Linked DNA regions of Oryzias latipes: region 2 is linked to region 1. A link is a contact called in public Hi-C data. All regions are on one chromosome and are shown on one strand. The core of a region is the stretch at or near the end of the contact, and the rest is flanking DNA. Distances in the headings are between cores, read along the strand shown. Region 1 holds the start of sod1 (superoxide dismutase [Cu-Zn]). Region 2 holds the start of LOC101171022 (transcription regulator protein BACH1).

Evidence for each region. A called contact is a pair of places that touch in the nucleus more often than the background predicts.
Region 2: a Hi-C map of embryo shows a contact between it and region 1, with 1.7 times the contacts expected there. The contact joins the promoter of LOC101171022 here to the promoter of sod1 in region 1.

Annotation. Positions count from the first base shown.
Region 1 is chr14:10,953,787-10,956,550 of ASM223467v1, forward strand. sod1 (superoxide dismutase [Cu-Zn]) reads left to right here and starts at 1,476. Exons shown (of 5, transcript XM_004076213.2): 1 at 1,476-1,670; 2 at 2,467-2,563; 3 at 2,675-2,744. The coding sequence starts at 1,599. scaf4 (splicing factor, arginine/serine-rich 15) reads left to right here. Exons shown (of 19, transcript XM_011483331.3): 19 at 1-613.
Region 2 is chr14:11,090,914-11,093,756 of ASM223467v1, forward strand. LOC101171022 (transcription regulator protein BACH1) reads left to right here and starts at 1,343. Exons shown (of 5, transcript XM_004076215.4): 1 at 1,343-1,500; 2 at 1,596-1,844; 3 at 2,147-2,843. The coding sequence starts at 1,596. map3k7cl (MAP3K7 C-terminal-like protein) reads left to right here. Exons shown (of 5, transcript XM_004076214.4): 5 at 1-462.

The DNA.
Region 1 (2,764 bases), core at 226-2,725:
ACACGTGTCGCTTAGGATTTATGAGTATTGTCTGCATACTTTTACAAGTTTACCTTTTGAGTTTATCTTTTGGTCTTGAAGAAACTTTTTCCCCAAAGCCAAAAAATCCCCAATTTATTATTATTATAATTTTTTTCTACCAAATCTTCCCCCGGGTTCATAGAGTTGGATTGAAGGACTTGGTTTACAGCTGTCACTTTTCATATTTTTGAATCATTTTAATACGTTTCATTTTGATCACCAGATTTAAAAACAAACAAACGAACCTCCCCACTCCTCCTTAGGTTAATGCAAAGGCAGCAAGTGTGGAACTACAGTACTAATTTGATGAATGGAAGGGTATTGTTGCCTTGGACACTGCTGTAAATATGCTTCTTTCACTGATGACTTTAAAGGTGTTATGGTAATTGTTGTTAATAATGTTACATGTTCAATCCAAGATGAAATGCAGAAGGAACAACACGCATTTGTTTGCTTTAACATTTTTAAATCCTAGTGGTTTGAGAATTGACTGATGTTTTTATGGCTTGTTTAAAGTACAGAAGACATGGACATAAATATGTCAATGTTTCAGCCACAGGAAACTTTTTAATAAACTATTTTTGTACCAAAATGGTTTTTGTGTCCTGTATTTTAACCCATGGTCACATCTTATTTTGCTTGAGCAGAGAAAGTCATCTGTAAAAAAAGGACAATTTGGGATGACCGACAGTCTTTGATGATGGAAAAATATTTTTTGAACGTGTTTCACTTTTGCACTAATCTATGCAGAAAAATTTTCTCATTTTAAAATAAATGGGAATCTCAAATAAATTATTAAAGTTGCAGTCCAATCATCTTTTGATCTATTTTAACGTCAGTTATGTTGCTTTTAGGCGATTTTTTTTTATGACGTAGTTTCTGCAGAGTGGCAGACGTTCATCCAAAATTCTTCTGAGTTGTGACTGGCCAGACACTAACTGCTATTGCTAGCAGTTAGTGCTAGCCATAGCAAAGAAAATAGCAGTTAGTGAGCCTGCCCTATTTTCCCATCATCTTTTACACAAAAACATTTATTTTCCATACAAATGTTGAAAAATAGAAGATTGTGTGCCAGATTAATCTTTTGGGGGGGAAACAACTTAATTTATTGTTCCTGGAAAGATTTAAGAGATTCAAGTTAGAATTGTTCAATGATATGGGGTATAAAAACTTGATAGATTTTTCAGCAGCAACTGATAAGTTGCTGTTATCTGACCAGAACCAAAGTTGTTTTTGTTTAAAAGAGTGCAAAAACTATTCTTATTATTCTGATTGTTTTCAAACATAAACAATATTTCTATATAAAAATCTTTTATAGATAAAATTTTTACAAAAATGTATTAACCGCAATTAAAGATATTAACATTAATAATTAAACTTCACATGCAATTCGTACTCCCATGATTCATAGCTTTTTTACTTCTGGAATCTTCTTCGACCAATCCAAACAGACTATTTGACATTCATCTCGGAATCTGATTGGCTATTTCCAACTTGAGCCCGCCTACAAAGCCTCGCCTTTCATAACTGTAATTGGTCGCCTTTTCCTAGCAGTGTCTTGAGAGACTTGAGCAAAAATGGTGCTGAAAGCAGTTTGTGTGTTGAAAGGAACAGGAGAAACCAACGGCGTGGTTAATTTTGAACAGGAGGTAAAGTTTTGTATTAAAGCTTTAACTTTGTCTCACGTTATGTTCCAAAGTTAGCAAACGTGACCTTTGCTTAATGTTTATCTCCTCTGCTTATTTAGCTCTTCATTGCTAAGCTAGCTAGGATGCTAATACATCATTATCCACATTAGGAAATGCCTTTTTGTGCTGGAAGTTTGCTTTTACTTAATTATGTTTCGCCAAAACCGGCAACAGCTTGCAAAATTACAATCGTTTAATAAGTAGTGTACAGAATTAATGAACCACTATTTCTTTTTTTTCTCCGTACTGAAAAAGTAATGCGTACATCATCATCATCATGAGCTGTTGTTGTCGGCCTTAAGCATGTTGTCTTCGAGTAATTTGACTGAGGTCCATGTTTTAAATTTGCACAACCTTTAGACATTTTACGACTTTGGGTTTTGTAATGATTAACGGTCCAACTGCCTGTGGTTGCGTAAATGAGGTCATTGGTTACCGTTACTACACTGATGGCGCCAGTTCTGTTTAGTTTCCTATTTTTAAGATACATTTTTAGAATTGTTATCCCCATCCAACCTTAAATACCACAATATACTAATGTTGTTGCTGAGTCATAGGAAGTCTACCAACTTGTTGTTTGTTTCTAATAACTTATTTGGCGTTGCTAACAATCTAGACTTCTCACGTAGTAAAAACAGATAAATGTCTGAGCTGCGGTCAATATTTCATTTTCTGAAGATCTACTTTTGCATAAGACAGTCTAAAATAGTAGATTGAATTATTTTGTAGCCACGGTATTTGGTGTGTGTGTGTTTAGAGCGATTCAGCCCCTGTGAAGGTGACTGGAGAAATCAAAGGCCTCACACCAGGCAAGCACGGCTTCCACATCCACGTGTATGGAGATAACACCAATGGTGAGTTCATGAGCCGATGAGTGACTGGGATTCTTGAAAATGCTGTAAATGAAATCTAATATTATCTGACGAGCTTCCACATCCCGTCCCCCCAAACATTTCTTTTTCTAGGGTGCGTCAGTGCAGGGCCTCACTTCAACCCATACAACAAGAACCACGGGGGTCCTGAAGATGCAGAAAGGTGAGGGTCATGTGGGAAAG
Region 2 (2,843 bases), core at 93-2,592, 140 kb after region 1:
AAGCTGGCTTTTATTTGAGTCTGAGTCACTTGTTCAAACCACAGACGTACACTTATCATCAGTTTTCGGTTGTTATGATTGTTCTACCACCTGTTGACACAGTGCAACTAGGTACTGTTTTGGATGTACAGCATTCGGTCTTCCAGAATAAGGACCAGCAGTTACGCAAGTTAACAAAAAGTTGTCAGTTCTTAAATCTGTTTCAGGTTTTGTGGAAACTCTTGTGAAACCAGAGGTGGGGAGATGTGGTCCAAATGTTCTGATCTAAACCTCTTTCCAGTCAAAAAGATGAGTAAAAAAAACATTTGGTTGCTTATTTCAATATATATGCCCAAAAATACAGCACTGAACAAGATGTATATTTTTTGAGTGGTAGTATGAATCTAAAGAAGAGGAATTAAAAAAAAACAGTTGCTTTTCTGTTGGAAATCTTAAAATAAAAGCATTTTATTTACACCAGCATCAGTTCCTTAGTTTCATTTCTCTCTGTTGATGCCGTTGTTAACTATATTACAAAGAAAAAGGAAGTTATGTTTTTTTTCTTTTGTTAATGACGAGATTAGTTCATTTTGGAATCATAAAACACTGACCTGATTGGTCAGTTTGCCTGTGGCTGACTTCCTTCTTCTTTCATATCATGTGATTGTGGCAGCTGCATTTTAGTGAAGTGAAGCTTTAGTCAGCTAGAGACTCGTACAGTGTCGTATTGGTATATATATGTGTGTTTTCTCAACACATCCAATTGATAAAATATCAAAATGTTAATCTGAGCTTTTGAGTGCAGTCTTTCTCTGCTTTTTGGACAATTCCTCCATGTTTTTGCTTGCAGACACCCATGATATGTTTTTTGCACCAAGTTCCTTTAATGATTTGCTAGCTGAAGCAAAAAAACAAGACATGAGCCAACACATTTCTGCAAAATATTAACCTTTTGATTATCATAACGTCCCCCTGTTTCTGGAAACCTGTAAAAAAATATTTGTTTTTCTTTCTTTCTAGAACTTGTCCTTTTTAGTTTTACACAGAATAAATTATCAATAACAAGCAATGCATTCATGTAAACACAACTTTACATTCCTTGTCTTGATTCCTGCATTTGGGGGTTTGGATTAGCAAAAAAAATTCCTTTCTGGGAATAGTTTTCTCGTTTACCAGACAGATCCAAGGGTGGGATTGGAAGGAAGGGAAAACTGCTTGCTCATCCTTTATCAGCAGGAGCTCATGAGTCAGCTCTGCTTTGTTACACCCATGTGTGTTGCAACACGCACACACGTACACACACAAACAGGCTCTCCCTCAAACTCCCCCCCCCCTCCCTCTCACGTACTCACACACAGGCCATATGACTGAGTCAAGCGCAGCTTTTAGTTAGAAGGCAGTTTGAGATAAGACTTTCTGAGAAACAGCCTGGTGGAACAACATTCCATCTAGCAACATCCAAGTGTACAAGGGAGGTTCCTTTATTACTAGAAGAGGCTTGAATGAAGTCTGCACTGAAAGGTAAGCTTATTGTTACCTGAAAGTCTGACTATTGTCATAAAGGGAAATTTTGACCTTAGGTGTTTAAACGGTGTGTGTGCTATGTGTACAAACAGATGTCCCAGATGGCCATGTCTACCTCGCGGTCGTCTGTGTTTACTTTTGAGTCGACAGTGCATTCCAGCCATGTGTTGCACCGCCTAGATGAGCAGCGCTGCCGGGACACGTTATGTGATGTTACGGTGATGGTGGAGGGTCAAAGTTTCAGGGCCCATCGCTCCGTACTCACTTCTTGCAGTGAGTACTTCTCGCTGAGGATCTCTTCCCTCATGCAGCATGGAGCAGTTGTCACTCTGCCACCAGAGGTGAGACATCACCCCAAAGTGCTACAAAAATATATCACTTTTCTGCCACATTCATGTGAAAATGCTGAGAAAATGGTTTTCTCCTTAAATATTTGTTGCATTAAGCTTTAAATGAATATATATGTAAATATATATATAGTTTTTTTTTAACTTTTGACTTATATATCAACAGTTTTGTAAAATAGAAATATGTCTATTAAGAATAATATTCACGTGTATACTAATTTATTAATTGAATGGGTCAAAATGACAAGAAATATGCATTTTCTAGGAACATGAAAGATTTCTTCTGTCCTTTACAGGTGACGGTTGAGGGCTTTGAAGCTCTGCTAAAGTTTGCCTACACATCCAAACTGCACTTTGTGAAAGAGAACGTCTTACAAATACGAAACGCAGCCTCCATACTTGGCTTCAGGGATCTAGATGAGGCTTGTTTTGATTTCCTCCTTCCAAAGTTTTTCTCCAAAAGCAAAAGCTCCTCTCCACATGTAAAAAAAATGTGTTGTGAAAAAAATCACAAAAAGCAGGTGTCAAAGGAAGAATTCGGCACAGACTCTGACAATCCGTCTTTCTGTGACAAAGAAGTAAAACCAGTTGCTGACTCATCATCTCAGCAGGAAGTGAGTCTGGACTGTAACAAACCAGAGAACAACATGATGGAAAGTCCAAAAATGAAAGACATCCCTGCACTGGGGGTTGAAGCAGGGACTGACAGTTTAATCCAGTGTCCAAAGTACCGGAAGTTCCAGCTTGCTTGTGGAAAAGAGGCGTGTGCTCCTGAAAAGAAGATCTGCAATGACTGCATCCTTCCCTGCTCTCCAAGCCCCAGCTCTGAAAACAGCAATAAGGAACACGTGCTTCAATTCCCAGGAAATTCAACCTCTAACAGAGAAAGCAAAGGTCAGTCTGGTGAGCCACTGAGAACTCAAACACATGACAGGCGTGAAAACCACATGGACAAAGTGGAAGTTGACTCTGAGAAGTGTAGATCTAAAAAGA